7 separate regions of the Mus musculus genome follow, and all the other regions are linked to region 1. The links are chromatin contacts, called in public ChIA-PET, HiChIP or PLAC-seq, capture Hi-C and promoter capture Hi-C maps. All regions are on one chromosome and are shown on one strand. Each heading gives the region's core, a stretch centred on a gene start, on an enhancer-like site or on the middle of the called end of the contact. The rest is flanking DNA. Distances are from core to core; before and after follow the strand shown.

The links. Promoter capture Hi-C pulls out the DNA fragments that hold promoters and counts their contacts. ChIA-PET counts read pairs in DNA pulled down with a chosen protein or histone mark. HiChIP or PLAC-seq counts read pairs in DNA pulled down with a chosen protein or histone mark. Capture Hi-C pulls out chosen DNA fragments and counts their contacts.
Region 2: an RNA polymerase II ChIA-PET map of memory CD8 T cells shows a contact between it and region 1, with 6 read pairs. The contact joins the promoter of Tmem11 here to the promoter of Srebf1 in region 1. A contact is called at or near these places in 1 of 484 Hi-C or Micro-C datasets (CD4 T cells) and 1 of 115 datasets of contacts at active chromatin or transcription factors (memory CD8 T cells).
Region 3: a promoter capture Hi-C map of liver shows a contact between it and region 1, with 2.3 times the contacts expected there. The contact joins the promoter of Snap47 here to the promoter of Srebf1 in region 1. A contact is called at or near these places in 1 of 39 promoter capture datasets (liver) and 3 of 115 datasets of contacts at active chromatin or transcription factors (bone marrow-derived macrophages, large pre-B cells and pancreatic cancer cells).
Region 4: a contact with region 1 is called in an RNA polymerase II ChIA-PET map of memory CD8 T cells, with 16 read pairs. The contact joins the promoter of Zfp867 here to the promoter of Srebf1 in region 1. A contact is called at or near these places in 2 of 115 datasets of contacts at active chromatin or transcription factors (bone marrow-derived macrophages and memory CD8 T cells).
Region 5: a contact with region 1 is called in a FOXA1 HiChIP or PLAC-seq map of pancreatic cancer cells. The contact joins the promoter of Dhrs7b here to the promoter of Srebf1 in region 1. A contact is called at or near these places in 1 of 39 promoter capture datasets (liver) and 2 of 115 datasets of contacts at active chromatin or transcription factors (memory CD8 T cells and pancreatic cancer cells).
Region 6: a contact with region 1 is called in a capture Hi-C map of embryonic stem cells, with 4 times the contacts expected there. The contact joins the promoter of Arf1 here to the promoter of Srebf1 in region 1. A contact is called at or near these places in 1 of 39 promoter capture datasets (liver), 1 of 484 Hi-C or Micro-C datasets (embryonic stem cells), 1 of 115 datasets of contacts at active chromatin or transcription factors (large pre-B cells) and 1 of 9 other capture datasets (embryonic stem cells).
Region 7: a FOXA1 HiChIP or PLAC-seq map of pancreatic cancer cells shows a contact between it and region 1. The contact joins the promoter of Natd1 here to the promoter of Srebf1 in region 1. A contact is called at or near these places in 1 of 39 promoter capture datasets (liver) and 3 of 115 datasets of contacts at active chromatin or transcription factors (bone marrow-derived macrophages, microglia and pancreatic cancer cells).

The regions. Positions count from the first base shown.
Region 1 is chr11:60,219,034-60,222,943 of GRCm38.p6, reverse strand. It overlaps Srebf1 (sterol regulatory element binding transcription factor 1), which reads left to right and starts at 2,317. Exons shown (of 19, transcript NM_011480.4): 1 at 2,317-2,491. The coding sequence starts at 2,401.
Region 2 is chr11:60,877,444-60,881,338 of GRCm38.p6, reverse strand. Tmem11 (transmembrane protein 11) reads left to right here and starts at 2,301. Exons shown (of 2, transcript NM_173453.3): 1 at 2,301-2,626. The coding sequence starts at 2,571.
Region 3 is chr11:59,448,170-59,451,753 of GRCm38.p6, reverse strand. Snap47 (synaptosomal-associated protein, 47) reads left to right here and starts at 1,720. Exons shown (of 5, transcript NM_144521.3): 1 at 1,720-1,839. Jmjd4 (jumonji domain containing 4) reads right to left here and starts at 1,709. Exons shown (of 6, transcript NM_178659.6): 1 at 1,242-1,709; 2 at 914-1,079. The coding sequence starts at 1,509.
Region 4 is chr11:59,470,935-59,474,576 of GRCm38.p6, reverse strand. Zfp867 (zinc finger protein 867) reads left to right here and starts at 2,103. Exons shown (of 4, transcript NM_178417.3): 1 at 2,103-2,236. The coding sequence starts at 2,210. It also overlaps the pseudogene Gm12263.
Region 5 is chr11:60,829,123-60,832,571 of GRCm38.p6, reverse strand. Dhrs7b (dehydrogenase/reductase (SDR family) member 7B) reads right to left here and starts at 1,941. Exons shown (of 7, transcript NM_145428.2): 1 at 1,841-1,941. The coding sequence starts at 1,860.
Region 6 is chr11:59,226,444-59,229,970 of GRCm38.p6, reverse strand. Arf1 (ADP-ribosylation factor 1) reads left to right here and starts at 1,704. Exons shown (of 5, transcript NM_007476.3): 1 at 1,704-1,798.
Region 7 is chr11:60,911,276-60,915,074 of GRCm38.p6, reverse strand. It overlaps Natd1 (N-acetyltransferase domain containing 1), which reads left to right and starts at 1,283. Exons shown (of 3, transcript NM_025294.5): 1 at 1,283-1,446. The coding sequence starts at 1,350.

The DNA of each region.
Region 1 (3,910 bases), core at 1,068-3,567:
TGCCCCGCCCCCGGGTCGAACGGGCGCTGGGCACGTGACCAAAACCAGAGTACCGCGAGCGCACGCTGACGCCGCGTCACCCCACTCGGGGGCCTTGCACCCATTGGCTACGGCGCCGCGAACGGGGCCTGTCCTCTGGCACCCGGAGTTCGGGGTCGCCGTGCTGCCCACCCCGCACTGTGCACTGCGACTGTCTCCAATGCAAGACAACCTTGGGCAGCGCTGAGGAGTCCTAGGCAGGTCCCTTCGCCTCCGGCCTCAGTTGTCTCATCTGTAGAATGGGAAGGAAACAGACGCCTTCCTAAGGCTTTTTGGAAAGATCGGAACGAGTTAATACCAAAAAAAAAAAAAAAAAAAAAAAAGTATTCGGCATGTCACTAGCATGCCCCAAGACTGCACAATGCTGAGCCTGCTGACACAGGTAACTGTCGGTCGGGCTGAGACCCCGCCCTTCCCAGGCTCCCCAGACCAGCTTGTGTGCTGAGCGTCAAAGAGCCCAGCAAGGCAATCCAGAGAGCTTTGGTTGGAGGTCTGGGGTGTTAGACATTAGTTTTCCAAGCTTTCCGCACAGGGTAAAGATGCCCCTTGGCTGCTGTCCTAGTAAACCAATCTGTGGAGCAGAGATTTGTGTTGATCTGATCTCCCACCTTGGGCTTGGTTTTTCTTTCCTTGTCTTCCTTCCTTTCTTTTTCTTTCTTGCTTTTCGAGACAGGACAGTAGCCCTAGCTCTTGCAGCCATGAAATGTGTATTTGTGGATCTGTACACTTTACACAGTTCCAGAACAAGGCAGATCTGTTGTGATGTCCCCAAACACCTTGCCCTTTCCTGCAGAGACAGCTCTAGTAAGTTGACTGGGGAAAACCAGTGAGCCCAGCTACACATCAGGTGTGGTGCTGGTTCAGCTGACCTCTGAGTCCTTCTGGCTGGGACAGGCTATTTGAGTTTTCAGAAAACCGGGTGTCTTCTGATGGTGGGACATGGCAGGGTGACCCCAAAGCAAGGGCTCCATGTGCGTTTTATAGCCCTGCCAACTCCTGTGTAATTTTCTAGCAGCTCCTCTGAGAAAGGAACAAAAATGTGTCCTGGTGAAGCCCAGGCACACCCTCCCTCCTTGCCCCAACTAACTCTATTGGTTGGGAGGTGAAAGCAGCCGAGGTATCTGCAGTCTGAGCAAGGCAGCTTCTGGGCGGCCTGGGGCCCTGACCCTCCCTGGTTGACTCGTAGGTTCTGCCGTTGCCTCCCAACTTGCATCACCTGTGGGCCAGAATGGTCTATTCAATCCACGCCGAAGAACCTCTCCTCCCTCCCTTGCTTTACCTGTTCCTAAGTCACAGGGCCCAGGGTTCACTTTTCAGTCTTTATTCAGGCACCTGGCCTGGCCCCAGGTCACATATGACCCAGTAGCTGGGCTCAGGTCCTCAGGACCTCTGTTACAGAATTCTTTCTTTTTTTTCTTTTTTCTTCTCTCTTCTCTTCTCTTCTCTTCTTTCTTTTTGGTATCTTGAGACAAGGTTTCTTTGTATTGCCCAGGCTGTCCTGAAACTCACTCTGTAGATCATGCTGGCTTCGAACTCAGAAACCTACCTGCTTCTGCCACCCAAGTGCTGGGATTAACAGAGTGTGCCACCATGCCTGGCTCACAGAATCCCTTCTTGACTTTGAGATTCACACTTTTTCTAGATCCTTTTGGAGACACAAGTCATTCTATAGGAGTAGTACGAGCCCACTGGCCCTTCAGGTCCTCTCTGCTCCAATGGTAGGACTGATAGGATTAAGACAAGATCAGAAGTTCCAGCCACCCCCTCCTCCTGCAGGTTCTGCCTGAGAACTCTTCTCCTCTGGAGGCCCACTTCTAGACTTCTAAGCTGAGAGGGTGGACAGGTCTTATGGGCCATGCTTCTCTAACCTCTCAGCTGGCTCATAGATAATTGGACCCTGGCTACAGATGAGGAAAACAGAGGCACATAGTGGAGGGGCCCCACTGCAGGCCTGTATCTGCTGTATTTTGGACCCAGGACTGTCTGGTTCTAAACAGCAAGACTAGGAAGTGAGTTTTCTGTTCTCTGCTCCCACCCTCATGCTGGGCCCCCCATCCCTGGCCCTTTAATCTAACGATGTCTGGGCTGGGTCTAGTCCTGTGGCTTCCATTCGGTCCCTCCCTTGGCCTGATACAGAAGAAGCCAAGGCCCAGTGCCTGTGCACCCGCAGGAGATTGCTAGAAACCAGGCTCGGGCAGGCAGTCTCAACCCGCTAGGCGAGCTGTCAGGATGCAGGCTGGTGGGCGGGGCTTGATGGGAAACCCCGCCCCTCCGCTCAGGTGGCTCCGCCCGCGGAACCCAGTTTCCGGGGAACTTTTCCTTAACGTGGGCCTAGTCCGAAGCCGGGTGGGCGCCGGCGCCATGGACGAGCTGGCCTTCGGTGAGGCGGCTCTGGAACAGACACTGGCCGAGATGTGCGAACTGGACACAGCGGTTTTGAACGACATCGAAGGTGCGTGTCCCGGGGCTCCGGCGCGGCCTGTGCAGGGTCGCACGTCCGGCGAGGGCGCTTGGCCGGGAACTTTGGCGCGTGCGCACTGCGCGATCTGGCGCCTGAGATCTAGGGTTGAGCTTTCCGGACCGCAGTGGGCTAGGTTTCTGGACACGCTGAGTATCCACTCAACTTCAAGCCTGGTCCTGTGTACAGTTCACAGGCCGACCCGGGGTTTCTCATTTCTTGAGTTCACCAAAATTCCCAAGAAAGTCCACGAACCGATATTTGCATTTACCTTGGCTTGCAAGCATCTGGCTACTTTGGATTGAGGTCAGGGAGGTCTCTTTGAGTGCACTAGAGCTAAGGAGCAGCCCCCTCACCGGAAAGGAAAGATACTTTTTAGGCGGAGGGGGAGGCAAAGGCCCTTTAGGCGGGACCTGAGTTTGAGGAATTGGAAATCTGATAGAAGAGAGAAGGTGCTCTCTAGAATATTTTTCAAATTTTGTGATTCTGGGGCAGTAACTCGGATTCTAGAACATATTAACAGGCTTTCTGCGCTGAGCCACACCCCAGGCCACTTAGATCCTTTAAAACATCACTTGAACTCGCTCAGTATGATTCATCTCCCATGTCAACAACAACTACCAATTGGGCGGAGGGAAGGAGTGGCGGCGGATCTGGAGAAGAAAAAAACCCCAGCAAGTCATTGTTACTATAAGATATGTATCCATGTTAGGTGGACTGTTCAACGATCTCTGGTGGCTGTTAGCAGTTTCAAAACATTATATTTCTCTTGCTCGTTTAAGGCTGCTCCACATCCTCCTCCACCCCAGATAATCATGACTGTGTGTCTACAACTACAATGGGGCCTGTGGGATTACAGTAGATTGTGCCCCCTGATGCTCTGTTGATAGACACCTAAGCTGTTTTTTATATCCAACACAGCCTTGGACTGCTGTGCCTACGTCCTCATCAGAGACCTAAATGTGCCATCAAAGCTTGGAGTTACTGCTAGTCACCTGCCGGGCAGTGGTGGCACATGCCTTTAATCCTAGCACTTAGGAGGTAGAGGCAGGTGGACCTCTGAGTTCGAGGCCAGCCAGGGCTACACAGAGAAACCCTGTCTGGGGGGGGGGGGGCGGAGAACAAAAACTGCTAGACACTTAAGAGGAATGAAAGTTTAGAGATATCTTGGCTGACCTGAGATCCAGGCATGGTTAGGAACAGTGAGAGGAGGGATGGGAGGAGGAGAGTACAGTGTTGAGTTGTTAGAAGTTCCCTCTTGGTGTTTGGGTGTCCATCCATCCCAACATGGATAGCCTACACTTATGGAGTACTTGGTGTTAGGTTGAGAATTGCATTGAATCCTTCCGACAGGCCCAGCTGGAAGACATACTTTTATCTTACAAGTAAGAGACCAAAAACAGAGGGTAAATG
Region 2 (3,895 bases), core at 1,052-3,551, 660 kb before region 1:
CAAGAGACCCTGAACTATACACAAGCAGAGAAAGAGAAAGAACTGGGTATGAGCACACATTAATACATCCTGCACTCTCGCTCTTTTTTAAAAGATTTGTTTTATTTATATGAATACACTGTAGCTGTTTCCAGACACACCAGAAGAGGGCATCAGATCCCTTTACAGATGGTTGTGAGCCACCATGTAGTTGCTGGGAATTGAACTTAGGACCTCTGGAAGAGCGGTCAATGCTCTTAACCGCTGAGCTATCTCTCCAGCCCAACCTGTGCTCTTTACTGTGGATGTAGTGACAGCGCTCTCACATTCCTACTGCTCTGACTTCCCTGCCATGATGTCATGACTGTCAGTTATGTTTCTATTGAGGTGATCAGACACCATGAACAGTTAAACTCAGAAAAGAAAGCATTTGATTAGAGGCTTGTTTGCACTTTCAGAGGGTGAATTCATGACCATTATGGTGGGGAGTATGGCTGCAGACAGGCAGGTGTTGGAGTAGTCACCAAGAGCTTATATTTTGAAACAATCACCAGGCAGAAAGAAGAACAGGGCCTGGCATGGGCTTTTGAAACCTCAAACCCATTCCCGGTGACTCACCTTCAACAATAAAAGCCAGACCTCCTCATTCTTCCTAAACAGTACAATTGGGAATCAAACATTTAAATATATGCGCCTATGGGGACCGTTATTAAAACCACCGCAGACTATGACCTGAAGTGTAGGCCAAATAAATCCTCTTCTCCCTTAAGTGGCTTGTGTATTTTTATCACAGCAACAAGAAATAAATCTAAGACAGGGACATAGATCCCCGGTGGGATCCACCATGTCTCTGACTTGGCACCAGAACACTAGATCCTTGAGGACTCCCAGTAAAGGCAGACCCTCCTGGCTAGCTGCTTCCCAGCTTAAATGTGGGCTTGGCAGTCCCTGGTCAGTACACATTGTTTTTTGCTCATACTGCAGTAGGGCTGAGAAAAGGGTTCAGACATCCCCTAGGCAGTGGCTATAGGGTAATGGGAAAGAGAACACGCCCCTGCACCTTTTTTGTTTTGTTTTGTTTTGTTTGTTTGTTTGAGACAGGGTTTCTCTGTAGCCGTGGCTGTCCTGGAACTCACTCTGTAGACCAGGCTGGCCTCGAACTCAGAAATCCACCTGCCTCTGCCTCCCAAGTGCTGGGATTAAAGGCGTGCGCCACCACTGCCCGTCACCCCTGCACTTTTATCAGGTTCCTAAAGAGCTGAGAGCTTTCTCACAGATGTTCCTGGGTAGTAGAGTGTAGTTAAGGAAGGGGGAAATGGGAGAGAAAACATAGATTTTTACCTCCTGGCTGAGTCACAGGGACCACCTACATAAGTTCCTAGGTTCTTGTGTCTCAGGACAAAGAATTGTATCAGAGATGCATAGTTAGCAATAGAGGCAATTTACTTAAAAAAAAAAAATTTACAAAGACACTCAGGTAGGGAATGGGCTAGTGATCTGGAAGAATGCATAACCTGAAGTCCTTAGCCATTACCTGCCTTCTCCAGGCCAAGTTTTTCTCTTGCATGCTGTTTGTTATTGAGTAATCCAGGCAAGGAAGGGATCCCAGGCACTATCAACTGGCATTGATTGATTGATTGATTGTGTCTGGGTGTTTTGTGCACTACACGTGTGCTGTGGTCGTAAGGCCAGAAGAGGGCGTCAGACGTTACTGCAATAGCTGACTGTTGTTAGCTACCACGTGCCAGAAACTGATCCACAGTCCCCTGAAAGAGCCGTTAGTGCTCTTAAGTACTGAACAATCTCCGCAGCCCCCTCATACCTTATTCTTGACGTCTCTCTACACATCCCTATTCTTTTGCCACACTTGCATGTGTTACGAGTTTGGCAATCGGAGGCGGAGTTGCATATTCAATTTGAAAACCAGGAACTTTATAGAAACCAGACAAGCATAAAACCTGACTGGGAGGAAAAGGCGTTTTAGGGCAAGCACATCTACAGACCTTCAAAATCTCTGGATTTGTCAGCCGGGCAAGTTCCGGTCAGGAGAGGGGGGCAGTTGACGCCGCGGAGGCAGAGGTAACCTTCGGACTGAAGGTGCACGAGTTCTGGTCTGCAGATGGGAAAGGAGAAAGGTTAAGCTGCTCAAGTCATTGTAAAGTGTGAGAACTGGGGGACTCAGGCCCCCAGCGGCCGAAGCCACGGTGAAGGGCAACAGGGCCGAGGCCAAGGGTTGGGCCTCTCAGGCTGTGAGGGCGGGATCGTCGCGCGAAGCGCTCTGGGAGTGGTAGGCGCTTTCTTTCCGCTCTCCTTCAGCCACTCGTTCTGGGAGCCCAAGGACGTCCAGGCGGTGGGCGCAGCGACTCGCACTTTGCGACTTGAAGACTCTTTCCTAAGGCGGATCCCACCCCCTCGCCCTCTTGCGCGCGGCAGCTTACAGCAGGCTTCCGGCGTGAGGTATTGTGGGCAGTGTAGTCCTTCTCGCAACCTCCCACCTCGTCCGCGCGGCTCACGGGACTACGTTTCCCTTCGGCTCCCGCGCGCCCTGAGCCGCGTCGGCTCCAGCCCCCGACGAACCGAGAGTCTCCAAGATGGCCGCGTGGGGAAGGAGGCGTCTGGGTCCGGGCGGCGGCGGCTCCCGAGAGAGGTAAGCTGGGCTCGCGACCGCGGGCGAAGGTCGACCGCAGAGCCGGCGAAGCCTCTGTGCCACGCGCGACTCCGGATCGTGTGCCCGCCACGCGCGGGGCCCAGTCCGCGGGGGCTTAGGTGTGGGAGGAGCGGGGCGGCGCGACGGCCAGGAGCGAGGGGAGCGCGACTCGGAGGGGCGGCGACCCGCAGCCGGGTGGGCGGTGAGCCAGGGTGAGTAGCTGCGAGGGCCGCCACGCTGTCCTACCGAGCGTCCTGTGGGCTCCGGGCCGCTGGCTCGCGCACGTGGCCCGCTCGGCCTGGGCGCCCGGTGTGGCGTGGATGGGCTCCGGGGAGAGGAGGAGGGTAGAGGCTCGCGGCGCCGTGTGCTTTATAGGGGCGTTTGCTGAGAGCGGCAGCGTGCCGGGCGCGCCTCCAAGAGCCTGAGCCTGGCCGCCTTGTGAGCGAGCAATCGTCGCCACTTTTTGAGGGTTCTCTTCGAGCACTTCTGCCCTAAGTCCTTTGTAGTGACCTTTCCTACTGAATGCGTTTGGGGGCGCTAGGGGTTTTGTTTCTTCCAGTGATTTCCGGATGACAAGAGTAGTTGACGTGTTTCGGGTTGAACTTGTAGCCTTTTCCTTCTGGGAATTATTTTTAGCTAATAGGTTACTAGAAGCTGTTCAACGATAAGAAGTTTGGGGAGGTGGGTGTATATCGGTGGCGCTACTGGATTAACCTGCCCAGTCGGTCTTGCTAAGTCCTCCGCATTTTACTGTGGATGTCAGAAAAAGGAAAAGAAAAAAAAAAAAAGCAAAGTTTGACTTTTTCCCCTCCGTTTCCAATGAGTACTGTCAACCATAAAAGTTGTGTCTCAACTAATCTGCGTTGTTCCTTTTTGACTGACGCATCCCATGTTTCTTGCTATTGCATACGACAGCTTTTCCATCCCACACTAGTCTTCCTGCTTGGCAGAAGTGGTAGCCAGTTTTACTCCTGAGTTCGGTTATGCTAAATAATCCGTTCTGCGTTTACTGTGACATGGAAAAGCAGTGGCGAGGAGTGTTTGTTTGTTTGTTTGTTTGTTTGTTTTTTCCCTAACTCCCACTTATTTCTTAGATAAGAACAGCCAGAGAGGTTATCTTGTTTTCCGAGTCCTTAAATCCCTAAGGATGCTTTCAGGATTTTAATTTCAGCCCAACAGAAGGGAAGAACTTTCCTAATATTTCTGTTTGCTTGTTTTTAGAGCCACGTGTGTAGAGTCATTAGAGTTACTGTGTAGCTCTCTCTGGCT
Region 3 (3,584 bases), core at 471-2,970, 770 kb after region 1:
AACTCCTGAGATGTAGGGAGCGCCTCGGCTTATGATGGCCTTACGTACTGACATGTCCAAGCTGAAAATACCATAAATGTCAAAACATACTAACAGTATGTGTTTATATGCTCACAACCTTAGCATTCCCAGTTCCAAAAGGAAAACACAACAGTGTGCCTAAGTGCATGACTACCGTAGCTTAGCACAGCAACAGAGCACACTGTAAAGGTGTGATCATTTTAGTAGATCCGGGGGTTTAGATGGAGGTTATGGCTTCTTGACCCTGTCCATCATTGAGAGAGAAGGGTGGGAGATGAACAGACCATATATAGCTAGCCTGGGAAGACACCATAATTCAAATTTTGAAGTAGTTTCTACTGACTGCAATGCATTCTTGCTCCAGCAAGACGTCAAAAATCTCCTAAGTAAAGCTGTCACAAGATGCTGTGTGAGAAAAGTGGAAGCTGATAAGGGAGAGTATTGAATGTGTCTTTAAAGAGTAAAGGGGTTTCCAAAGTGGGACAAGAGTGGTTGCGGAAAGGTCACTTGTCCCTTTAGAGAGCTTAGAATGGCCCAGGGGATGGCAAGAATCCCCAGAGCAATCGTAGAAGGAACAAGCGTCCTCTCAGTGGGGTTGCAGAGAGGACAGCCCCAGAGGATCTGAGATACCAGCTCAAAAATACAGAAGAGGAAGGAGACACCAGGCCGCCTGTACCCATACAAGATGTACGAAAGACTTACCTTCCCCATAATAGTCTACCTGGCTCGCTATGTTGATCTCCCCACATCTTCGCATCAGTTCTGTGATACACATTAGAACTCTGCTGTAGAGGTAGCCCCTCTGAGTGCAGTGGGCGTGCTCCACCTGGACTGGCTGCACTAGCTGCTTAGGGTAAGTGCCCAATGGCCATGCGCCGTCCTGTCTTATTACCTGCACAGATGCCAGTCCTTGAGGTAGAGGCAGCCCCGCGAAGAGGAGTAACTCCCTTGGATGTAGTCCTTCCAGTAACTGATATAGTCGCGGAAGGACATGTGCTCCTTGGGGTTTGAATTGTATTCTCGCACTCCACAGTTGGCAACCGGTACAACCGCGTCTCCTGCAGCGAGAGAGTCAGCACAGAAATGGCAGAGTCATACACGTAGTTCACCATCTTGGGGTCCGGCCACCCTCTGGCCGAATTATCCAGACTCCACTAGTCTGTCCGGCCCCGGCCGCCCTCCCATGCCGGGGTCTATACCTCCCGTCTGCGCCCTCCTACCATACTTCTGCTGCAGATACTCGAAGTCAGGCTTTCCCTCCGAGGTCACCCAGCGCCGCCTGCTGCCCCAGCCCTCGGTGAAGGCGCTAGAAAACACGCAGGGCAGGTTAGGCAGCAGGAAGCCCTTCACGAAGTCAGCATAGGAGAAGGCGTTCGGGGTCTGAATGAAGGTCACGCCGCTGGGTGTGGGGCCGCCACCGCCGCTAGGGACTGGGTCTCGGAGGTCCCGGTAGTACCGCTCGGCAAAGGTGCGTGTCTCCCGATCCATCCACCGGGAAACCTGACCCCAGAGGCCCAGTCCGGCTTCTCGCTACACCCCAAATAGGGACCGGAGGCTGAGAAACCCCCTAAAATCAGCTCGGAGTGGTAACCACAGAGAAAGAGCCCGGAACGAAAAGCCACAGGTGCGACATTCCAGCAGGAACGCGGGCCTTGGGGCTCCCAGGGTGTGCGCGTGCGCGCCTACGCGGCCCCGCCCTCTCGCGCAGGCGTACAAGCGCTCGCCGAGTGGCTGACCTGCTCCCCAGCTGCTGGCGTCTCTGTCTGGTGGTCCAGTGGAGCGTGCCATTGCGTCTTCTGCGTGCTCCTCTTGCCTCAGGTGAGCTGCTACCGCGCAGCTAGCCAGTACCGGAGCCCGCCACCGACACAGGAGATGAACATCAGTCTCAAACCTCAAAGGATGACTGGGTCCTGAGAGGATGCTGGGGCGCAGAGCGGGCGGTCAGGATCCGCGGGGGGTGGGGCGGCGGGGTGGGGGTGGGGCGGCGGGTGGGGGTGGGGCGGCGGGGTTGGGCGGCGGGGTGGGGGGTGGGGGTGATGTTCCCGAGTGTCTTGGATAGATTGTGGAGGAACCTTTTAAAGGATTGTGATGTTTCCTTAGAAATAGAACGAGGAAAAATTAAAAGGAGAAAATGAGCTTTTTTGGGGGGCGGGGGGGGGGAGATGCTGAGGTTCAGGTAGAGAGGTATGTATGCATTGGGAAGAGGGGAAGGATAGAAACGAGGCGGAGGAGGGTTGTTTGGCCAAACTCGCCTGTTGTGGCCTTTATCGTGACGCTTGTCTGGAGCTGTGTTGCGGCTAGGTCATGGTAGAGATGACAGCTCATAGAGAAATTCAAGTGACGAGAAACATCGATGCCAGGACTCGTGGTGCACGCCTATAATCCCAGTATTGGGGATGCTGAAACGGAAAGGTTCCGAGGTTCTAAGCCAAAATGAACCACAAATCATGACTTAGCTCCAAAAGAAAAAAAGCCAGGTTACAATAACAACAACAATAAAACCCCAACGCACCCAGAATTCCATTCACGTGTAATCACTAACTCTGGTATTGAGCCAGTTTTTTCCAGGTATGCATGTGTTTATACATTTTATCCCTGTTACCCCCTCCCTCTCTTCCCTCTTTTCCTGCATTGGCAGCATGTTATATTTGGAAACACCATTTTAGATTTTTTAAAATCTCCTCCTACAATTGGCCTACAATTCTTAAAATTCCTGGACAGGTTGAGTTGATAAATGCCATTTTGCATGCTAATGAGTCCAACACCATCCAACAGCCAGTAGGGTAGATTCCAGATGGAATGGCTCACTGAAAGACCTGAGTAGGATCAGAGGGTGGGGACTTTGAACCCAGCCCTCAGCTTCTAGGGCTAAAGGTTGAGTGGGTCATCAGTGGTCAGTGTCTCATCAGTCATGTCCACAGCATCCCTAGAAGACCCATTCAGAGGATCCTATGTGCTTAGGGAGGTGAGGGCTGGTTCTTCTTAGAAGTTGGTGGTTTTCTGAGTAATACGAGCTTCTAGGGGAACTCCAAACCAAGGAGGACCTCTGGAACCCTGCTTTCTAGGTGCTGGCCATCAGAGTGGTACTACAACCTGGGCTTGCATCTGCACCAATGTAGGGACATCTTGGGAGACAGAACCCCACCCTTGGGACCTAATATGATCTTGAGGCAGACATTTGTCAGAGCTGAACTGAATTAAGGACATTCTTCCTCTGGTGTTCACTGATAAGGACCCTTTTAGGGTCCCAGAATCCTGTACTGACTAGGACATGAGAGTAGAGGTAAAATATGTAGTTTGTTTTGTTTTCTGGGAAAGTATGAAACCCAGTTAGGAATTACTTCTTTGCTTGAGTATCTAAGACCATTGTCCACGAGCAAGAAAGAGGTCAGGGCCAGCAGGTAGGTATATATGCTCTCAAGAGCTCTGGGGCAGCGTAGCCTGTGGCACTGTAATGGGAACATGAGCCCTTGTGCCCTGTGTAGTTAGTGCTGTAATCCTGGTCTTCACATGATAGCTGGCCTCTGGGTGTTAGTAACAGAGCCGATTATGTGAGGCCTGGC
Region 4 (3,642 bases), core at 854-3,353, 750 kb after region 1:
TTATGAACAACCTGGGAACTTGGATTGACTGGCAGTACCTACAGAATGCCGCCAAGCTCTTAGCCAAGTGTCGATATACCCTGCAGTACACCTATCCATATGCATACTACATGGAATCCGGTCCCAGGAAGAAGCTGTTTGAATACCAGCAGGCTCAGCTGGAAGCTGAGATCGAAAACCTTTCATGGAAAGTTGAGCGTGCAGACAGCTACGACAGAGGGGACTTAGAAAACCAGATGCACATAGCAGAGCAGCAGAGAAGAACCCTGCTAAAGGATTTTCAAGACACCTAAACTGGGCTGTGGCTGTGCCGGGGTGAGGAAGATGTAGCTGTGAGGCCGCCCGGCTGCCGTCCTGCAGGCTGCAGGCTCTGCCTTTCACCACCCAGGCAACAGCCAGGGCCCCACTCCTGAAAGACACTGGCAACACACCTCTTAGCCGATTTGTTTTCTCCTCATCTTTTTTATTTTTATTTCTACCAGGGTAGAGGCCGTGTTGAGCTGGCCTCTAATGAGGACTTTAAATTTCCCCTGGATGGTTGTTGGGCGGGAGGGGACTTTTTTTTCTGAATGGCTATTAATAGTATTAGATCATTACAACTTATGTAATTTTCAAAGGTTGTGCGATTATAAGGGAAAGAGGCAAACCATAGATAACACAGAGCCCGATTAAAATAAATTGGCATTGGAGTGCTTCACCCTTTAAAAAAAAATTATAGATGTGGCCCTTCATTAACTTCTATTCGAAGCTGGGCAGTGGGGGCGCATGCCTTTAGTCCCAGCACTTGGGAGGCAGAGGCAGGCGGATTTCTGAGTTCAAGGCCAGCCTGGTCTACAGAGTGAGTTCCAGGACAGCCAACATTACACAGAGAAACCCTGTCTCGAAAAACCAAAAAAAAAAAAAAAAAAAAAAAAAAACCAAACAAACAAAACTTCTATTCAACATTGCTATCTTAGAGGAGTGCCTTCCCTTTTAAAGCTCAGGCTAGCTCCTTGTTTTGGCCAGAGCTCTCTAGATGAACAGAGCTGATAGTATATATATAATTTATTAGAGTGCTTTACAGGCTGTGGTTCAGCTAGTTCGATACTAGCTGTCCCCCAACAGAGAGCTGTGGGCAACCCATGGGGACGGATGTCTCTGTTGGTCCTCAGTAGACACTGGAACCCTAAAGAAGTAGATTCTAATAGCAGCAAAGGCATGCTTTGGTGGCAGGGGAGACAGACTTGCCAATGGGAGGGGAGACAAGCAGGTAAGGAGCAGGAGCTTCCTTCTTCCACATTGCATCATATAGCCTGTCATGAAGGTGTGCTTCAGGGTTAGAGTAGGTCCTCTAACCTCAGATGATCCAGTCAAGAAAAATCGCTCACAAGCATTCCCAGCCTCTCGGGTTTTAGTTGATTCTAGACGTAGCCAAGGTGACAACCAACAATAGCCATTACAGTCCTCAAGCTAGGAAGATTATGACATCTAAATTTTTAAAAATGAGGGCTCTGGCTCAGTTGGCAGAGTCCTTGTTTAGAATACAAGAAGTCCTTAGCAGGATCCCCAGTGATGCATAATAGCACACATGTCCTTCTAGCACTCCAAAGATGGAGGCAAGCAGATCCGGGGGTTCAAGGCTGGCCTGAACTGTATTTGAGGCAAGCTACACGAGACCCTCCCTGTCTCAATGTATTCACAATAAAAATTTCAAATAATTGTCATGTTAGGAATTTCCAGTTGTAAATAGCATATGTGTGTGTGTGTATGTATATGTGTATATCTATCTATCTATCTATCTATCTATCTATCTATCTATCTATCTATCTCTATCTCTATCTCTCTCTCTATCTATCTATCTATATGTTATTGTTCCATGGATATGTTTCTGTAGGTAAAGTACAAGTGTGTCCTGTCCTGGCAGGGCCATTGCTAGAGTGCAAACAAATCTTGTCCCGTAAGTATCTCTCTGTCAAAGGTTAGATTACATCCCTAATCACTCAAGGATTGGGGGCGTGTCCAAACCCTTCGTCTATCAGAGTGGAATTGTCCAATCAGGCCGCAGCTCGAGCGGAGGGGCGGGGCAGGATGCTTTACTCTCGCGGTGTTTGGTTCTTTTCACTGTTTAGTTCTTGTTCAGGTTCCGTTTCTTCAGGTTCTATGTCTGGCTCACAGTTGTGTATGGTGGCTCCGCTGTAGCTAGCGTCCTTATGAGGTGCAGACGACGACGATGCGGGACAGCAGAAATTCGGAAATGGTGAGCGTTCCGGCCGACGCTGGCTACAGCCAACCAGTACCAGCCGCAGGGAAGGCCTCCGTAGCTGGTGTCTGCGGCCCGATCCCGGTGCTGTCCGGTGTCCTGGGTGTCCTGGGTCCCCTCGCTTCCCATCTGCCCTCGCGGCGGCCTGACCGACTCACCTCAGGACTTGGGGCGTCATGGCCGACCCACCTTAGGACTTGGGACGCTGGCTTCTTGGTTGTGGGTTCCCGCCCTTCAGCCATGGCTGGGCTTTCCCGAGTCTTGGAAAGTGGGGTCTCAATCTATTTACTCTTCGCCTGCCTGTCCCACGCCCCCGTGTTCACAGTGAAGTCCCAAAATTCCAGTCTTTAGGGCCGTCCCCCCGCTAGTCTCAGGACATCGATGGTTGGTTAGTAGGAAAAAGCCGAGAGAGATTTCGTCAGTGCGGGCACCGTAGAAGCGGGACAGATGAAGGGTCTAGGACACTCCTACCCCAATTGATCTTTGGACAGGAGCTTTAGGCTTAAATAGAGGAAGGCCAGACCAAAAAAAAAAAAAGCTTAAACACAGCAGCCTAATGTAAGGTGGGCCCCGCCCATCTTTGTCTCCGCTCATTTGAGACCTGAAGGGGACTAGGTGTTTCTCTGGAGATAGCTCCTGCTTCTGTGAAGGGCTGTCCTTCCATGAATCCTGGGTGACTGCAGGTTAAGGACCATAACTTATCTCTGTGCCCTCAGCGGCAGAGTGAAGGCCGGGATGCCAGGCGGTCATCCCGCCTTTATTTGTGGCTGTATGTGGATACACACACGTGTGTGGGTGTCTGAGGAAGTCAGAAGACGGTGTCAGATTCCCTGGAGCTAAAGGTATGGGCGGTTATGAGCTGCCCCAAAGTGGTTGCTGGAAACTGAACTCCATCCAGCTTTCTTCAAGAGCAACAAATGCTCTTAACCACTGAGCCATCTCTGCAGTGCCCCCCGCCCCCAACAGTTTCAGTACCAGTATTTTCAAATGCCAACTTCTACTGTAAAAGGTTTTAAAAGTGACAACCATTACTGTTTATTTTCGTTGCTAAATAAATAGAAATTGACACAATATCTTTTTCATTTCCTATTAGTAATGGTCCCAGGTTCAGAACTGCCAGATGCTGACAAATTTCTTATAGCTGCCATATGTCCTAGCCTAAAGTTGACCTTTCATCATCCACTTAGACAGCAGCCTGAGATCTGGGGTGAAACCTCTTCGAGGAGCAGCTAGAGGACCTGGAGCTGGAGCAATCGAATAGTCCTCATCTCAATAGTTCATTTTTTTCCTTGTTTTTTAAATACTTATGTATATGAGTACCCTATTGTTGTCTTCAGTACACCAGAGGAGGGCATCGGATCCCATTACAGATGCTTGTGAGCTACCATGTGGTTGCTGGGAAT
Region 5 (3,449 bases), core at 692-3,191, 610 kb before region 1:
TGCTCTCTAGCTAGAGTGAATAGACATTTTGTATCTTCCAAAAAAAAGTAAGTCTACCTGGGTCTGGCCTCCAGCTCCTGACCTTGTGACCTCCTGCCTGGGGAGTAATTGCAACTACCAGCATCCCCCCCAAGTGCCTGGCACTAGGGTTTGAGGAGGAACCTGGGCCTCCATACTAAGCGGGTGCACAGGACTTGTAACAATCTTTCAATAATTTCTCTTACAATGACCAACTCAAAGGCAATCTTGGTTCCCTGGATGAGCATGGCTTTTGCATAGAGGAATGTATCTAAAAGCCTGCCTCCCCTCATTAATTTGCTGCAGCTAAGCTTCCAGGACTCTTCCGAAATGTAGAGATACTACTACTGACTTCATACTCTGCTGTGATGAGGAAAGTGGGTATCTACAATAGACAGATAGTGGTGGGTACTCCAGTTAGTTTCCCTTCCTGCACTTCTAAAACAAGTAGGTCTTGATGCCTAATTCAAACCTTATCACTAAGGGGTCCCTTGCCACCTGCTACTTCTCTAAAGCTTTCCACTACCCCTACAGGGTTACAAGACTGAAAAGTCTTTACAGGCAATTCCACTAAAAGTAGTAAGTACGGGGCTGGAGAGATGTCTCATTAGTTAAGAGCACTGACTGCTCTTCCGAAGGTCCTGAGTTCAATTCCCAGCAACCACATGGTGGCTCACAACCATCCGTAATGTGATCTGATGCCCTCTTCTGGTGTATCTAAAGACAGCTACAGTGGGGCCAAGGGCTTCCAAGGCTGTGGGTTATGGGAAGCTCTAAGGACAGAGGGCCAATGAAGGCTGTGGATATGCACAGTGGAGACTCTTTTAGTTACTGTATTGACATTGCCTGCACTGTGTATTGCTCAGACAGGATGTGCTGGGCACTAAAGATCATGCTGCCCTGGCACCCAAGTGTTAAGGTCAGCCCTTCAACCCTCTGCTTGACCATGTGAGCATCCTGGATCCCAAACATGAGATCCTGCCCACCACCACCATCTCAGAACAAAAAGGTGGGAAGCCAGAGCCAACTAACATGTCCCAGTCAGTGCCTACAGGGTCTTAGCAGCTGTGTCTGGAGGCTGGCTGTTGTCCTGTAAAGACATTTAATAAAATATCGCATAAAAAGGAAAAATAACAAAAGTAAATACCCACCTGAGAGCTAGTGCAAGTGTTTGTGTGGAAAGGCGTATGTATTAACTCTCAAATCACTATACTAAAGGCTAATGAACTGAGAGTAATGTATGAGTACCATGTGTTGAGTACATGTAGCCACTAGCTAAGCCCTTGCAAGCAAAAACTTATTTACTCTTCACTACTGCCATATTTCTAAAGTTTTAACTGAAGAAACGGTCGCTGAATGTTTAAGGCATCCACCCACAGTTGCACCTGCTAACCGGCACAGTTAGGGTTGGAAGTGTCTAATCTAAGAAAGCTGTTCTCATGGATGTTCCAAAGTCAGAATCTTGCTCGCCCTTTCCGAAAACCCAGATCTCCTAACCATCCCCGGGCAGGAGTGCCACTGGGGTCATGCCACAGTAGCTATGCACACGCGACCTTGCGCGCTCTAGGCTCCAGACCCTGAAACGCACACACAGAGACCAGGTGATCTCCGCGATGAGCGTGCCGGGGCGGAGTGCCTGAACCCTGCTTCCTTCACTGTGGGGCGCCGCGGGGAACCGGAAGCTATCAGGATCCACAGCCTCCCCAGAACGTGCTCAGCCTCACTCAGTCACTTAAAGCAGATGTACCCCGCGCCTCCGCTTTAGACAGGACACCGTCCTCATTTCCACTCACCAAGAGGTTGCAACATCCCTAGCCTTTACCTAAAGGACGGAGAGATCATGGTCAATCAACTTCATGCTCCCGCCTCGGAATTGACGAAATGCAGCTTGGTTCCGTCCAATCACAATACTCGGGAAGCACATGCGCTCTGAAGATGCGCCCAACAGAGGTAGAGTTTAGCCTTTGCGGTCTAAATGACGTCAGTCTGCTTAAGTCCTATACCGTAAATCTTCCGGAGGAAAATTCTAAGTAGTGGTTTGGGTTCCATCGGTTTTCAGAAAAAACTGAACTTGCTCTGCAAAGCTGAGTTTGATGGCATATGGCTGTTATCCGAGTACTTGAGAAATGAAGGGAGGCAGCTCAGGAATACAAGGTCCCCTTTGGGCTAGGCTGCATGACACTGCTTCAAAAAGCAAAAATAAATGCTACAGTTGCCAAGATTATTATAAACGGCGATGTGATGTTGTTACAAAGATGGGGAGAGGGGGCTCGGTTTTTGTTTTTGTTTTTTAAGGAGGTTAGAAACAGACCTACACATAAGTAGTCACTTTTCCTTCCAACAAGGAGCCACATTTAACACAACTAGGAACGTACTATTCTAGTATTACTATTATATATATATATATATATATATATATATATATATATATATGTATATATATATATTACATACATACATTATATACATACATACATATATACATAAATACATATGTGTACATATATACATATATATACATACATATATGTCACTATTACATGTAATATTAATACTATTAATAGTGCTAAGTCTAGGAACTTTCTTTATTCTTTTTCTTTCTTTCTTTCTCCCCCTCACCCCGCCTCTTTTTGGGTTTTTGAGACCAGTGCTTTCTTTATGTAGCCTTGGCTGTCTTGGAACTCGTTCTTTACACCAGGCTGACCTCGAACTCACAGAGATCTGCCAGCCTCTGCCTTCCAAGTGCTGTGAGTTCAAGACTAGCCTGGTCTACATCGCGAGTTTCAGGACACCCAGGACTACAGAGAGAGACCTTGTCTCAAGATAATAATTATAACAACAACGTCAACAACACAAGAGAGTGTATAAGCAATACAATTTGTAATACATATAGCTGGAAATAAATTTTATTTCAAAAGATACAAAGTTTGCAGAAAAAATTATTATCTTAGTTTTTCAAGACAGGGTCTCTCTGTGTAGTCCCAGTTGTCCTGGAATTTACCCTGTAGACCAGGCTGGCCTCAGAGATCTGCCTGCCTCTGCCTTCTGAGTGATGGGATTAAGGGCATGAGCCACTATTGCTCAGCAAATTTATTGTATGTTCATTATTGACTGTTTATTGTAGATGAGAGGAGCTTGCATAAAGATATTTCATGCAAGTTTATAATGTACTTTGGGCATACTCTCCTCCATTCTCTCTAGCCTCCTCTTTCCACCCCCACTTAAGTGTAAGGAGTCACACAGACACACACCCTTCTCTGTGTAAGCTGAAGCCAAGTAGAGAGTTGAGTCGGAATTCCATCCCTCACTGACAAGACCACTTCCCACGTGTGAAAAGAGGCCATGCAGAGAGCAATAACTAAACACTCTTTCCCCTCCCAGTGTCAATGGAGACTTATTAGAAGTCTGGACTTCCATTTGTACCAAATAGT
Region 6 (3,527 bases), core at 455-2,954, 990 kb after region 1:
GTGATGGTTCTGTGGTCAAGTCCACTGCAGCTCTTGTAGAGGAACTGGGTTTGGTTCCCAGAAACTGCATAGTAACTCAAAACATCAGTAGCTCCAGTTCCAATGGATCTTCTGGACTTTTTGGGCACCAGGCACCCATATGGTATACATACATATTTATAGACACTCACATATATAGATAAAATAAGTAAATCTTGAAAAATTATATATATTTAAGTGAATATACAATTTAACATTCAAAGTTCATGTGCAATATGAAAATTTCACTGTGGCTTCAGCTGACCTGGGGAGGTAGGAAGAGCCTGCCTAGGTAGGTATCCACTTCAAATGTATCATCCATTACACATGTGGATATTAAATATCTACAAAGGCTGTTTAAAATTTTAACTGACACAAATAATTATTTACGGGGTACAGAGTGATGTTTTGAGCGGGACTACAATGTACAGTGGTCACATTACAATAAACAGAATGACTACCACCCTGTCTCCATTTTTTCATAATTTTAGCCTTTTTAGGTACAGAAAGGGAGTTTGGTTCTTGACTATTAGCCTGCGGTTTTCTGGACACCCCATCTCTTTGTCGACTTATCCATGAGGCTAAGACAGGCTTCTGGCATGGCTGGAATCACAGGTCTCAGGAGATGTCCTGCCATTTCTCCAGGGTTGGTGGCAGGCAGCGACACCCAAGGCTTTGTATAAACACTTGCTGTGTGTTGAGGGTGAGAGAGAACAGGCAAGCACCCCCATAGACGTTTACAGAAGCAGCATTTGAAAATGGAGCCCTGAGCGATGGAAAGGGATGTGTTAGGGTCAAGAAGGTGACTATTGCATCGAATCCTGCCAGGCTCAGCACCCACAACTCTGGGGAGAAAGCTCTGGAGGTCTCAACCCCCAAACACAGTGAGGATGCCCTGTACCCTGTGCCTGGACACAACAGTGGCTGAAGCAGGCCCTGGTAACAGAACTGTCTCCTGCTAACTCAATAGATAGGGCTCCAGGCTCAAAAGAATCTCCCAGGGCCCTCAACATCTCCTACCTGTGGGACTTCTCCCAACAGCACACGGGGTGGAAGAACTGGATAGGGAGGACAGAGCCTGGGCCTGATTCCTGCATCGATGGGGAGAGTTAACGGATTCCTCCTCACCTGCACCCTGAAGGAGGCCACCCCATCACTGCCTCTCAGGCAGTGCTATGCCCATGCAGGTGTCTGGTCCTCTCAGTCAGCTCTGAGCGTGCACACAGGTCCAAGACCAGTGTGGAGACATGGTGCTTGTCTGACATTTGGCCTGCGCCTCTTCCCACTTTGGCCATCTGTCGGTCACATCATTCTCTTCAATTCCAGGGCCCAGCTGGAATATCAGAGACCCTGGGGTACTGTGAGAAGGACATTACACCTCCTAGGGCTGACACGACCTTCCCACTCTGACCTTGGCGCTCTAGAACGCTTACTGGCCTCAACCCCCGCATCCGCGGAATGGGCTGGAATTCCGCAGGAAGGCGCGCGTGCGCACGCGCCGGCGGACACGGAACTCCATACACCACACCCTTGCTCGTTCTAGTGCCGGGAGCCAGAGTGCTAGCCCGGGACCCGATCCGGAAACAGAGCGACCTCGGCTCCGCCCCGTGAAGGCTACAAAGTGCAGACGCGCAAGCGCCATCCGTGTGGGGGCGGGGCCCTCTGCGTGCCCGCCCTCTTCCCCCGGCGTGCCCCGCGGCAGGCGCTGACGTGGCTGCCGTCAGCGCCGCCATCTTGTGGGAGCGAAACCAACGCCTGGCTGGGAGCAGCCGCCGCGGAGGTGAGACGCGGGGCGCGCTGAGGCCGAAACTGGGGAGGCCGCGGGCTGGTCATCGTGGGAGTCAAGGGGGCGCTCAGCTGCGGCTGCTAAGGACCGAGTCCGGTCGGGCGGCCTGAGGTCTATGCTCAGTGAGCTCGGCGGCAGGCCGGACAGAGGATCGGGACGCCCCGGAGTCCCGCGTCGCCCACGGCCGCTTGGCCCTCCCCCACTCCGCGGCCCTTACGCCTGCCTGGCCGCCCGCCGCGGGCCGCAGCCCGGAAGTCCGGCCAGGACGCCGGCTCTTCTCCAGGAAGCCAGGTTTCCTGCTGTTCCTCTCTGCGCCTCTCCTAGGCTCCACGGCCCGAGAGCCTGGGAGCGGGGAGCAGGGTTCGGGGGGTCACGGGGTTTTCCTTCTTAAAGGCTAGCCGGCCGCTTCAGATACGGCATGAACCGCGGGCTTGGGGAAACTGAGGCTCGGGTGGCCCCGAGACGACGTCAAGGTCACTCGGGTGGCGAGGTCTTCCTCTTCTGTCTCTCGAGTCCGGTTCCTGTCGGCCTGGAGGACCGAAGTTGTAGGAAGGGGGAAGGGAAAGGGACAGGTGTCGGACAGGGGCTCCGAACTGCGGATCCAGGTGCTGGGATTTAACACGCGCATTTGCGGATCTCGGGGGATACCAGAATACCCACTGTGATCCCCAATTAGCCGTGATTTGGGCCCCGAATATCGTCGGTGAGATCTGCATTGGGGTGCCGATGGCCCCCGGAGGGGTTTGAGCCTTGTTTCGCCTCTTGACCGGCTCCTTTATGCACTTTTGGGTGGATTAGAAAGGCCATTCTGAATTGGAGAATCTTTAACCTGCCCATGGAATAACCCGTTCCCGGCCTCTGAGCAGTCCGCAGGTACAGAGACCAGGTCCAGTACACAATTCTGGCTGTCCATTTAGGGTGGTCGTGCCATGTCAGTTTGTAGTGTAGGTAGCTACATATGTTGTATGGTCTAGCTACATAGAACAAATGCAAAATGCTAGGGATTCTGTTCACATCAAGAAGGAATTCTCCCATTCAAACAGCAACTGGCTGCTTTGTCAGGAAAGGAAGGGTCAGCTGCTCTTGGTCCCAGAAGTCATTGGAGAGCCCAGTAGTTGATGCCACAACCCATGTTGGAGTCTTCTGTTGTAGTTCTTGTTTCACAACTAGTGGTCAGCAGTTTTTCCTGCAGGCTGATTCTGGTGGTTTCTGCCGTGTCTGTCAGAAGACTAGTGAGGTGCCATGGTGCTTTGTGTGCTGGCCTCGTGTCTCTCCTCTGTCTTAGCCAGTATCCACAGTGCCTGACATAGGTGACTATAGTGTCCTCACTTTTGAACTTTTAGCAGCACTAGCAGAAATAGCCTAAACTATGAGATTTGATGCACTGTGTTACTACCTGGTTTCTCTGTTTCTCCAGAGAGTTGTGTGGTGTAAGGGCCAGTCACAGATGTGTGAACTACATTGTCTTCTGTGGCATAAAGGTTTCCCTTATTGGAATGTCTCTCACTTATCCTTAGATTTGAAAATGGGTCTGAGTCACTGGATCACCACACTGTTCTCTTGCTTGTGAGGCAGATGTACAGAATTGCTACTTCAAAAAGGTTTAGGAGCTAGATGGTAGAGTGCTTTTCTAGCCTTCGTGAAGTCTTGGTTTGGATCTCTAGCACTGCATACAAGGTTTAAGGCAGTGTGAATAACAGCTGACTCATACTCAGTCTACTCA
Region 7 (3,799 bases), core at 34-2,533, 690 kb before region 1:
GGGACTAAATGGCCTGGCAGCCTGGGCAAAGGTTCAAGAGTCAGTCACTGCCACTAATGACAAAATGCCCACTGCAACTTACAGAACTCTCTGTGGCAATGTGAGGTCGTACACTTGGAAAAGGATCTTGCAGTTTTTCACAAAACAAAATATCCACTGGCTATAAAACTCGGCAGTATATTCCTGAGAGCTACCCTAAGGGAATGCTGGCCAGACGACATCCACAGCCTGTTACTCATAGCAGCTCCAAACCAAAACAACACAACAACCCATTAACACGTGATGGAAAACTGGTACCTGCTTCCTGGGAAATCTCTGACACACTGGTGAACATGATAGCAGCAACAACACAGCTGATGACAGGTGGAAGCGAAGAAACCAGATACGAAAAGGTAAATACTGTGTAGTTCTTAAGAAATAGGATGTTCTTAGGAAAAGCTGTTTAGTCAATAGCGCTAAAAGTCAGGGAGCATAGCTACTTCAAAAGGAAGAAATCAATTGGAAGGGAGCCCACGGAGATCTCCATTTAGCTGTAAAATGCTTCCTTGTTGGTCTGTCCCCCGCCTCTCCCCCACCCCCAGCCCCCGCCACGCACACAGACACACATTTTGTACAGGTTTGAAGTTACAGCCTTCAAGCATTCCACTGAGGTACTCAAACTTTAATGTCTGTGTGGTGGTCTCATAGATGTGGACATCAAATTTGCACGGTAATTAACAGAATATGATTCTGTGAACATCCATGGTCGGCAAGCTTTCCTAATACTGTACTTCTAGAGAAACACTGGCTCCTGGGTAGCTAGCTCCCTAGGGACCTCATATTTCTGGCTTTCTTTGGGAGGGGTGGCTTTTCACCCAGTCCCAAACATGCCTAGGGGTAATCTCTCAATATCAGCTACAGCTGCCCGAGTGGGTGGGCTGCATAGCTCCAGCCCGCACGATTCCAGCAGAGAGTAGGTTTGCCTGTCAACACCTTGCATTTGACGTTATCTATTGCCTCAGGCTTGCAGTGAGGCTAATGCCTAATATTAAATGGCTGTCGCGGGGAGGATCTAAATTACCCCATAGGTCATTGCGTGTTTTGCATATGGGTCCGTGTGGGTCCTAAAAGTCATTCTGGGGCATTCGGGAGGACAATCGGCGCCCTGGATGGACCAGCACATCATTGTTGAAGCCGCGAGCGAAACGGGCAGCGCGGTCTCTTTAAGAGACGCCAGGAATGTATCCAAACAGACAGTGCGCGCAGCGCACGTGACTCACAGCTGATTTCCGGCCCCGCCCCCTTCTCCGGCCCGCGCCGCCGAAGAGTCAGTTCGCTGCGGCCCGCGGTCCCCAGTGTCGGCGCGCGCGATGGCGCACGCTACCCCGCCGAGCGCACTGGAGCAGGGCGGCCCCATCCGCGTGGAGCACGACCGCCAACGCCGCCAGTTCTCCGTGCGCCTCAACGGTACCGAGCTGCCTTTGTTTGCGCGCGCGCGGGCGGGACGGGGCGGGACCTGCGGGCGGACGGACAGATGGATCCCGGGGCGGGAGGGCTCCCGAACCCCCCGACTGGCACCGCCGGAGCGCGTCTGCCCGGGCAGCCCGCACCTGCTAGCGCAGCCGGCCTCCGACATCGCGGACGGAGGGCTGCCACCCTGGGTCCCAGAGAGCAGGTCACTGGTGGCCTGCCACCCCCACCCCCCGGGTGTTCGGTTGCTTCCTGCCGCCGTGGAGGAGCCTGCAGGGGCCTGGGGCATAACCTAGGGAATATGTGGCCTGGAGGAGGAGGCGGGTAGGTGATTCTGAGACTTTGGCCAGTTTGTCTAGTCAATGTGTGCATCGGTCTCCCGGAATCTGCAATGGGGATAGCTGGAGTGCAAACCGCTTTGGATGAGATGCTGTGGCAGTAAAAGTTCAGAATGACACATTTGGTGCACAGCAAGTGCTGATAAACATAGATAAATGGCTACTTTTCAACAGATAGAGAAGTCAAAGCCTCATCTGTAGCGTTTGTACCAGCAGACCGACACTCCTCCCATTGATTCTAGGGCTGGAAAAGATTGTGGAATATGGGACCTTGAGCTCTCTGTAGCCCACTCCTCCCAGCTGGGCCCTCTGGGGAGACCCGACTTAGCCACTGCCCATATTATTTTGATTGGAAGGATGCACCACTTGAGTGTGGTCGGCCAGTAGGTAGGTTGTAAGCAGTCAAGCATACGCAGCCTATCCTGACTTCCTGAGCCAACCTTCTGTGACCTGCACTTGGAGGCCAGGTCTCCCGTTTGTGCCACCTAACCACCGTGGGGGCAGCTATCACTTCCTGTGTTGTGACATACCGCCCCACTTACAGATGAGTAAACTGAGGCTGGGAGTGCAGGAAATGGGACCTGCCCAGCTTTAACAAGACCAGAGGCATATTCAAATCAGGGCCCAGCTGCCCCTTGCCCTATTCTTTCCGTAGAGAAACAAGTCCTGCTGTCATGCTGATGGTAGCTCAGCTGACTGTGACACTTGGCCCTGATCCCTTGAGAGGCCTTATCTGAGGGTTTGTTTGTTTTTTGTTTCTTTTTTCTTCAGATCCTCTTTTCTGAAGTTTTCTTAGTTCCAGTGAGGCTTTTAGTTCCTGGGGACTGTGGAGGCACATCAGATCCATAAAGAGAAAGGCAGAAGCCTTAGGCTTCTCTCTCTTTCTTTCTTTCTTTCTTTCTTTCTTTCTTTCTTTCTTTCTTTCTTTCTTTCTTTCTTTCTTTCTTTCTCTCTCTCTTTCTTTTCCAAATGGGTCCAGTCAAAAGGACAGTACTCTTGAGAGCTGGCTATGAACAAATGATATCCTTAAACTTAACCGTTCTGCAATCTGCTGCCCCGTTGACAGAGAGACAGAATTGCTAGAGGCGGGCAACCTCGCCTCGGCTCCTCCTGTACAGCCTGGGCCAACAGTTTACTGAGTACCTACTATTTACCCAGGACTTGTAGGGCTGCCAGTCTAAAGAAGGAGATGGGTCTCAGATGAATTGCATAATATCTCATAAAACCAAGGCCTTGGGAGGCGTGGTCAGGCAGAAGGAAGGGTCTATTGGGGCAGAGCCACTGTTTGGCATTAAGTTCCAAGCAGGTGGTATTTAAGTAGAGACCTGAAAGAGACAAGAAACAGCTGTAGCTGTGAAGAAAGGCACTGTGTGAAAGAAACCTTTGAGAGCAAAGGCCCTGCAGTACCCATTGTGTGTTTCAGAGCAGCCAGGAGTGGTGCAGGCATAGAAGAGCGTGACAGGTAGGATAAGGCTAAGAGGTCAAGGAGGCAAATAATATAGGAACCAGAAATGTGAGCTTGGGTGTGGCTTCAACCTTCAGTGCTGTGGGGTCCTGAAATGCCTTGTAAAGAGGACAGATGCCATGGACCAGGAACCCTAAGGCTGTGCTGATGGGAAGCGCACTGTGGGGTATGACAGTGGGGAGCTGGGTGCTGCACAAGTCCAAGCAGTGTGATCAGGGGTGTGAAGAAACGTCTAAGTCCTGAGCATGTGTGACAGGAAACATGGAGGAAGTTTGTTGATTGGAGGAGACTGGAACTCAAGTCTACATGACCCCAGATTGAAAATGCTGGGCGTGTATCCACTGTTCCATGGGTGGGAAACCAAGGCACAAGGCTGATGGACAACTAGTCCAAAATGGAACCTCGGATGTGTATGTGTTTAAAGATTTGTTTTTATTTTATTTGTGTGTGTGTGTGTGTATGTACAGACAACATACATTCCAGTGCCTGTAGAGGTCAAATGAGGGCATCAGGTCTGACAACTGGAGTTACAAGCAGGTGTGAGCTG